Regions from separate parts of the Mus musculus genome. Here region 2 is linked to region 1. The links are chromatin contacts, called in public Hi-C maps. All regions are on one chromosome and are shown on one strand. Each heading gives the region's core, a stretch centred on a gene start, on an enhancer-like site or on the middle of the called end of the contact. The rest is flanking DNA. Distances are from core to core; before and after follow the strand shown. Region 1 has its middle 370 kb from the start of 4930486I03Rik. Region 2 overlaps Pkhd1 (polycystic kidney and hepatic disease 1).

Region 1 (4,452 bases), core at 1,349-3,848:
TGAGACAACTAAAAATACTGTTGCAGGTAAAAAATAAAAATGAAAACAGGCCTTGACAAATGAATTCAAGCTGCGGTACTTTAGCAATCTGGTAGTACTTTTGAGATTGATACCAAAATTTCTTGTATATATGATACCTTTCATTAACTAGAATATAAATATTTATTCATATAGAAGTAACCCATCAAGGCACCTTTCTGTGTTGTCTAAGATGGACTATAAGACCTTTGTATTGTCTCGGGAAATTATCCTTCAGTGTATAAGGCTGTCTGGATAAGCTTATAGCCTGATGCTCAATACTGATACTCTTGGGCTCCAAAACATAATGCTGCAAAGTTTTACCCTGCTCAGGACTGTGACACTGACAATTGGATTTATATCATATCGACATTGATTAAAAACCCTATAATTCCTCAGATGTAGACAATGCTTCAGAGCTTAAGTCAAGATTAGCATGCATGTGTATGCCACGGGAAGAATGCAAGCTTGAGACTCAACGGTGGGTAGTTGTGACAGTAATAAGGATGAAGCTAGGAAAAGTGGATGTTTCTGATCAGATACCAATAAAACAGCTTGTTTCTAAAACATTACACATGATTGGCATGCTTCCTGGTAGAATAAAAAGCAGGTCAGTTTTAACTGTTGTTATATTTCTATGGTGTAAGGAGACAAAGAATTTAGATGAATGGGGTGAAGTGAAGGTGGTGAGAGCTTTGTCTGGCTTCACAGCCATGATGTTTCAAAATGTTGTCTTCCCTGGGCCTTTTCCCATCTCCTTTATGTTGTATTTAGATTCTGTTGTTAAACCCACACCTCCAGAATCTTGTAAAATTAGTATGGGGGTTAGAAAATTAGCTGGATTTCAAATTGGGTCTCCAAGAGGCTTCAACACACACACACACACACACACACACACACACACACACACACACACACACAGAATAAGAAACACCTCTTGGTTAACAAATTATTTTAAAAATTATTGCTTTTTATTTTATTTCAATTTTACAAATGGGTGTTTTGTCTGCACGTGTATCTGTGCATCATGTGTGTACCTGGTGCCTTTGGAAGCCAGATGAAGTTATCAGATCCCATGGGAGTGGTTGTGAACTGTCATATAAATGTTGAAGACTGGACCTAGGTTTTCTGAATGAACAGCCAGTGCTCTCAACTGTGGAGCCATCTCTTCAGCCCTCAGTAAGAGCTAAGTAAATTCTTAATGGAGAATAATGAAAAGAAAAGGGAATTTGTTTGAGACCCAAGTCAAATGCCTATTAAATTCAAATGCATAGAGTGAAAAGCTTAACATTCCTTGCAAAATATATCACTAGGGCAGAACCAGGAAGGCACAGAAGTATTGAGTAATAAGTAATAAGGGGCATATATATATATGTATATATATATATATATACATACATATATATACATATATATATATATATGTGGTATAAACACACACCCATATATATACCTTTTTTAAAAAAATATATACATGTTTGTGCATATAGAATAGCTACTTCGAAGGAGTAATAGTCCCTACAAAACTATCACCTGCCACAGAGCCAATAAAACATCCTTATAAGCCAAGAGGTTTAATTTTCTTATAGAAAAATAGGAAGACTACACACACCAATACATTTTGCAGTCTTTTCTTTTATTCCAATATATGCTGTGTCTCTTTTCTTCCTGGTCTTTCTCACCCCCAACATCATCTTACCCTCCCTCTCTTTGGCCTTTATTACAAAGTCTTTGTCCCTGAGCCAGAAGCATGCCTCAGGGTGGTAGCCCTGTGGTCTAATAAAGGAGCCCTTTTGTCAATGGCCAGAATGATTACCTCTTGTGCAGCTGCCCCTGGTGTTGCATTTTGTAACACAATTTGGCCTCTTTGGGCTCTGGTTAGTCCTATTTAACTTACTGCAGGGGTTCCCTGTTTGATCTCTAATTGATATAATTGACTGGGAATAATCGGAAAGGCTTTATAGATGTTTATTGATAGCTAATTTTCCTTCATCCATTGTTTAATTCGATAAGAGCATAACCTAATTTATTGTCACTCCAATAGGGATCCATTATCCTTTTGATAAATGCTTCTGGGGTCAACTTGTCAGTAACTGATTTCAAAGCACTGTTAACTCACAGAGTCCATCATTAGTTAATGGCAGTTTAGAAAGCTAATGATGTTATAAATTACGATCAATAAGAACATGGAAATTACAGTGTTGAGCAGGATAACACCATATTATTAAGCAGACACTAAACTGCACCTTTATTTATGTGTGAAAAGTTTCTAAATCCACTTAAGGATATTCATGACTGACAGACACAGTCCTGAATCAGAAGGGGGAATAAAGCAACTGGTACTTAGAGAAACATTTCAAAACCATCAAGGGGCTACACTTGCACTCTCTGACAACAGGGGGAGTGTACAGAAAAAAATTCATACAATCTGAGACAGGACACATACATAGCTATCATCTTAGATCTTTAATCCAGTCCCACTAATGGAAGGGAAAATATGCCATCAAAGAAAAATATCCTCAAACCTGCAAAAGCATGCAGGCATTGCATATATTGCATGTCTTTGTTTCTCGGGGTTCTGTGAAGTCTGGAAAATATGTGTATAAGTTCACTGGTGCAACTAGCTTCTCTCTAATGGTTCTCCACGTAGCTGATTGAGCTCATGGTGGATTCATAAGAGACATGAGTGAAACAGAGCCAACAGCTCCTTTTCTTGTAGCAACCCACTTTTATATAGAGGTCATTATTATTTCTTTTCAACATGCATTAATTCCATAATATGATTCCAATTAAATATTTTGTTCTGGATTGATATGCTATTCATTTATATCTCAGCATACCTCAGTACATAGCAAACAGCCTTCATAAATTCTACTGGTCATTCAACAATGTCAAGCCATGTTTTCTGGGGAAGGGGTGGAGAGTTGAATCACATAATAAACACTGCAGTAGGTACAAGTGGCTAAAATGAAAATTTTATGAATATCTCACCATGATAAAAAATCAAATACAGTCTAAATTAATGCTGTTTTTCACACTAACACAATGTCTTTAATATATTATATTTTAGTAATGAGAAACGGTATGTAGAAATATAAAATAAAATAAGTACAGTAAGAAGTAAAATAAAGTAAAACAAATGAACTACTCTATGTGGAGGCATGGCCCATTAGCAGTAACCAAGAGAAGGACTGAGAATGTTCCAGAAAGGGAGCAGTGCAGGGAAAGGACATATCTGTCTTCTGTGAGCCATCGGCTGTTTTCTACTGTGTAGTCTCTGCTACTTTGAAGACACCGTGGAGGGCTGGCAAGTAAAGGGAGCTGCTTGCAGATTGATTTCCTTGCTTCAATAGCTACTTGACATGGCAAAGTTTGGCTTCATTCCATTTTCAAATTGAAAATTTATACAGAAATGAGAAAAACCACCACACCCAGCAATGAATTAATAATAGCTGCCAATGAGCTCCAAGAACTGGCATGGCCTCATAATGCCTCCTGATGTCGTTCTCATTGCCTGTGAAAGGGAATTTGTCCTTAAGCTGCTTATTTTCAAGCTACATGGGAAGAAAGCAAACTGTATGGCATGTTTATCCAATAAGGCATAGCAAGGAAACTAAAGAATTAGATGGGAGGGAGTGAAAAGAGATAGAAATTTAAGAGCCAGCCAGGCTGAAATAAAGCAGGCAAGATTAGGAGACACATGTACAATTCTCCACGGTCCCTAAAGTCTCTAGCGAGAAGGTAGAAATGAACTAATTTATTAGTAAAATCGCATCAGGGGCAGTAATTTCATGTTAGTGAATTTACATGTAACAACATTAGGCTCCCAACCTCCACCTCACCAGTGTGGCCCTCTCTGATGATGAATGAGGTGCCTAAAGAAAGATGATAGTTTGATTGTTTTCACAGCAAACAGATCAGCTTTTTAATTTCTTGCCTCTGTGTTTATTGCTTATTTGGCCCCTTGCTCGGCTTGTAAAAACTTGGCTAAATGGAAATGAATAAATGTAATTACTGTGGGTGACAGTGGTAATCTGTGTGGGTTTTTCATATTGGCTTTGCCAGCCTTAATCTAATCACTCGAGAATATGTGTCAGAGCACAAATATACTGACAGAAAGCAGAGTTCTCAGTCAGTGCCAAGCACACACACAGGATGGGAAGCCTGGGCCAAGCCCAGGCTGCTGCTTCACCTCTGGTTGGGAGCACAAGTTTCAGGAATATTCTAGAATGTGGGCCTGAGTGCACAAAATGGTTCATAGTTTTGAGAATCAATAACAAAGTCTCCCAGGTGACCCTGAAGGCAACCAGTTTTCTTTAGTGCTAGATACAGAATCCCAGGCCATTGCACGTATGAACACGGAAGCTTTCCATTTTCTTGCCAGTATTAAAAAGGCTGGCAAGGCTTGCTAACCTGTTTCTTTACCTTTTTTCA
Region 2 (4,452 bases), core at 1,250-3,749, 460 kb after region 1:
AGGGGGACTTTTGGTATAGCATTGGAAATGTAAATGAGCGAAATACCTAATAAAAAATGGAAAAAAAAAATATAATGTATTTCACTTTTATATCCAAATATCATGTGTATCACTGAAATAAAAAAATAAAACATGTCATTTAAAATAAAAAAAAAAAAAAAAAAAAAAAAAAAAAAAAAAAAAAAGAAAAGAAAGTTACGTTAGCCTGTCACCAGGAAGAGGCTCACAACCCAAAGACATCCAAGGCAAAAGAAGTTACAGGTGATTTTCAAAACTCCTTGTTAATACTTTCCTGTGCAGACTTAATTAAGCTGCTTCTTGGGACCTTATGGAATTCCTGCTTGCAAATGTAGGCAGTACAATTGCCTTCTCCTTTGCTGCTCTCATCCACAGGACTAGACATGTTATAATCTTCTTTTCTTTCTTCCAGTGGAATAGAGATGCCATTATTCAAAACCAAATGGGCTTACTCAAACCCACTGAACAATCTATGACTACTCCAGATTCCACCCAGGGTCTACCTTGCTGACCAAACTCTGGTGAATCAATTTATCACCCCACCCTCTTCAGCAAGGGTAGCCATATTTCAACCAAGAAAGGAAATAATTAATTATTCTTTCACAGGCAATTTATAGGTAAATCATTCTGAATTTACCAATTAGGAACATATTTGACCAGCTTCCAAACATCTAACATTGACCAAGACATCCTATTCCAAACTGAAGAATAAATACAGAATATTTCAATATGAGCAAAATCCCATGCTCATCAGACCCATTTCTTTTCAACCCAAGCTGGTGTCTACAACTTCTGCAGGCATTGAACTGTCTGCCAAGTGACCGATAAGCCTGATAACCAGAAAGATGAGTGGTGTATTGGGGAAGTCCTGTTTGCAGCATTTCCAGGCCACTTACTTGTAACATGGACCTGAAGCACCAATAACATCTGAGGTTAGATCAGTATCAATAAGGAGTAAGGATGTACACAGTTTCCTGGAGAGAAGCTCAGTCTAGACTGTAAACTTAAATTTCCAAGAATAGGAAAACAGACTGCCGGGTAAGCATGTGGGTCCATTGCCTAGACAATCAGATACTGAGGACTCTGGTCTGAGCAATGGACTCGTCCCCTGATGGACTCACATTCCTGGGAGCTGATGAGACATAGAATGTAGGGCCTTATAGGAGGCTTTAGGTCTCTAGGGGAATACATTGAAGGCTATATTATGCCTCGGCCTCTTCTCCTTCCTCTGACTCGTGTTCCCCTAGTGAGCTGCTCTACCACCCTACCATTCTTAGCACAACAGGCAAACACTACAAACTGTGAGACAAAATTATTCCTCCATTTGTATTGCTCTTCCAGGTACTACAAGGAGCTAACTGACTCATCTGGGACAAAAAGGCATGTTGGATTCAGCACGTGACAGTGTGCTCTAAAATCAACAAAGATGGGGAAATTTGACAAGGGGCTGGACAGTGGATTGAAACGGCACCACACTCACCAACTCGCAGCAGCTGTGGCTGTTTGCACAAGATCTGTACAAAAGAAGCCAGTCAAGAGCCCAGCATGGAAGGGGAGGGACACACGAGTCACCATCCCAGCTGAGCAGCTATTGAATATTGAGAGCTGTTAGAGGAAACAAAGTCATTCTTTTTTTTTTTTTAAATCAGGCATGCTCCACTGGCTCCAGACCATGTGGGTGACACTAATTGGACTCAGCGTTATTTGTGAAAAGGGGAAAGAAGTAAGGAGAGGGGCTAGAGTAGAAGTTGGATTGGGAAGGAATTGTGCGGAATAATGGTTACTGAATATAGTTAAAATGCTCTATGTGAATGAATGAAAATCCTCAAATAATTCATAAATATTGTATTTTTAAAAGGAATGAAGCTTCATCTCCAGCAGCCAGCAGTAATCATTTTGATAATATACAAATTCTAAATATAATAGATTGGAAAGATCCTTAAAGCTGTGAATTGAAAACAACTTTAGAGGGAATGAGATCCCACCCCAGTTGCACCAGAGAAGCCATAGGACTGGTGGAGTCTGAGCAACAGGAGAAAGGAGGCAGCCAGATGACAATTCTACTGTCTCTACATCCTCTTCCCTTGCAGAGCAAAGAAAAACACTTCAGTGTACATCCTGAAGATAACAGGGGCAAAAGCAATCCAAGGTCTTTATTATCCAACTAATTCTTTCAGTAATTCAGTTTGCTTTATATATAGAAGCAGCTGCTATCTGTAAATAACATTTTAACTTGGGTCCAATTCTCAGCCATCTCCTCTGTTATCTCTATAAGTCCAAAAGAAACAACAAAAGTTAATTGAGTTCTTATTCTGGACCATGCCCTGTCAAAAACTAATGGCTTTAAAAATATTTCCTCATTTAGCCCCAAACATCCCTCATGACCTGGGGAGTGCATAGTAACACAGCCTCACAATGGTCACAAGTGCTTGCTATTGCTGTGACTTCTGAAGTCACTATAATTTGGTACTCCCCCAGAAGGGAGAATCCTGAGGCTTATAAAGACTCTTAGTTTAACCAAGGTCACAGAGATGGTGGATGGTGAAGCCCTGATCTAACTCAGTTCCTTCTGGCTTGAAAGCCTGCCAAGCATTTAACTGTCCTGGTATACACCAGTAGACCAAGAAATAGAATATCACATTAAGAACAAGAAGTGTATTACTAAGCAACAATGGAAACTGGAAGCAAGCTTCAAGTCAAAGCATTTTAAAGAAATGGTACTGTGAGGAATAAGAACATACAAAATGTCATTTATATTGCATGGATTTACTCATTGGATAATCAAACAAATTACTGTATCCACCAACTCATATTTATCATAGTTTTATGCATGCATATATGTATGTATGAGGGAAAGACACAGAGATATCTAAAATATAAAGGCTCTACATCATAAGCATAGTCTAATCTCCCCTAATTACCTCTTAGTTAATTATTATCTCTCAGCCACTTAACATCAAGCTGCTTGACCACCAGATGAGAAAGAGATTCATTACCTCATTCAGGAAATATAAATGTTTCCTCAACTGCAAAAAGTCTTCGCCTGGAATGCATAATGCGCTGAAAGAGGGTAACTTTTCTTCTTTGTTTTTATTGCTCCTCATAATTACTTGGAATGAAAATGATAAGTTTTAATTCAAAAATGCCTATAGCTATTGAGCATCTTAACATAAAAGGACAAAAAAAGTATAATTAATGAAATGAAGGCAATATGGCTCCTTCTACCCTAACTCATTAGTAATAACTGATTAATTCTCTTTTGTGTTTAACAGTATCCCTAATAACTAGAAAAGAAAAAGTTGAGGGGTTAGGCATATGCTCAATCAATGGAGGACTTGCCTGGCATGTGTGAAGCTCAGAGCTCCATCCCCAGCTCTTCTCTGGGATGCAGGCGTATAAACCCAGCAATAGGAACGAGATGCAGAAGGATCAGAAGTTCAAAGCCTTCTTCAGCAGTGGGGATTGAGAACCCAGTTTTGCCTACAGATTTTGCCTCAAAATGCAAAAATGAAAGAGTGGGAGTTGGAGAGGAATAGAGATGAGTAATAAATGCAAATTTTGTGTCTTTTTCCAATTAGAGTAAAATAATATTGAAGAGGGACAGCAAAATAGGTTAGCAGGCAAAGGGCTTTGCACTCCAAAACAAAATAAAGCAAAAGTAGATAGATCTCAATTTATTTATTATGCTTATACAAATGTGACTTATTTCAGTACAATTTAAGAATAATTGAAAGGAGGGACATGGGGAGATAACTCAGTTCTCAGCACCCACAAGGAAGGCTCAGCATTATAGGGTAGGTCCATCATCCCACCATTGAGAAGGCAGAGACAGAAGAATGCAGGCAGGCACTGGCCAGCCAGTCTAGCCCTATCAGTGACATCCAGATTTGATTAGAGAATCTCCCGAAAATGATGCAGAGAGTGACTGAGGAACAAAGCTGGCAGGAACACTCTGCCCCTCCCACCCCACACAAGTATGTACACATGTGTACACTATAATATTTCAGATTTGGTTCCCTAAAGTCTTTTGAATAAACTATTCCAGCCTTGACACTTTCCTAGTATATCTCAGCCTGTCGGTGGAATGAGAAAATTAAAAGAAAATTTTCTCAGCTTTTTTCAGATTTGATTCCTGGTTATGAATAATAAAGGCCATAAGAGATGTCCAGAGACTGAGTTGCTCCTGGTGAGTGTGACAATACTTTGATCTCTTACTGAGTAGCTCTTTATTGTCCTTCAAGTGCTTTCATATATACTGTGGATCAAAATTGAGTTATATAGAATATAAATTATGTATTGAGGGCTGGAGTTCTTCATCAGAAAAGACATTCCTCTACATATTTTAGAAGCAGAAAGATAACTTAGTAAGTGACATTATGCTGTTGAGAACCCATAATTATATACGTGTACACATATGTGAGTATGTCAGTATAT

What was found. Hi-C and Micro-C count contacts between places; a contact is called where the count stands out from the background.
Region 2: a contact with region 1 is called in a Hi-C map of the N1E-115 cell line, with 5 times the contacts expected there. The contact joins two enhancer-like sites. A contact is called at or near these places in 2 of 39 promoter capture datasets (the 3T3-L1 cell line and hippocampal neurons), 3 of 484 Hi-C or Micro-C datasets (the N1E-115 cell line and cortical neurons) and 1 of 115 datasets of contacts at active chromatin or transcription factors (astrocytes).

What each region holds. Positions count from the first base shown.
Region 1 is chr1:19,979,598-19,984,049 of GRCm38.p6, forward strand. No RefSeq gene overlaps it. Among named protein-coding and RNA genes, the nearest start is that of 4930486I03Rik, 370 kb to the right of the region's middle. Within about 2 kb of position 2,599, at least 5 of the 459 cell types and tissues checked have an H3K27ac peak or open chromatin away from gene starts, as enhancers often do. A contact at or near this core is called in the N1E-115 cell line, where this site is marked.
Region 2 is chr1:20,439,427-20,443,878 of GRCm38.p6, forward strand. The region is part of intron 36 of Pkhd1 (polycystic kidney and hepatic disease 1); the gene reads right to left. Among named protein-coding and RNA genes, the nearest start is that of Gm24162, 3.3 kb to the right of the region's middle. Within about 2 kb of position 2,500, at least 1 of the 459 cell types and tissues checked has an H3K27ac peak or open chromatin away from gene starts, as enhancers often do. A contact at or near this core is called in the N1E-115 cell line, where this site is marked.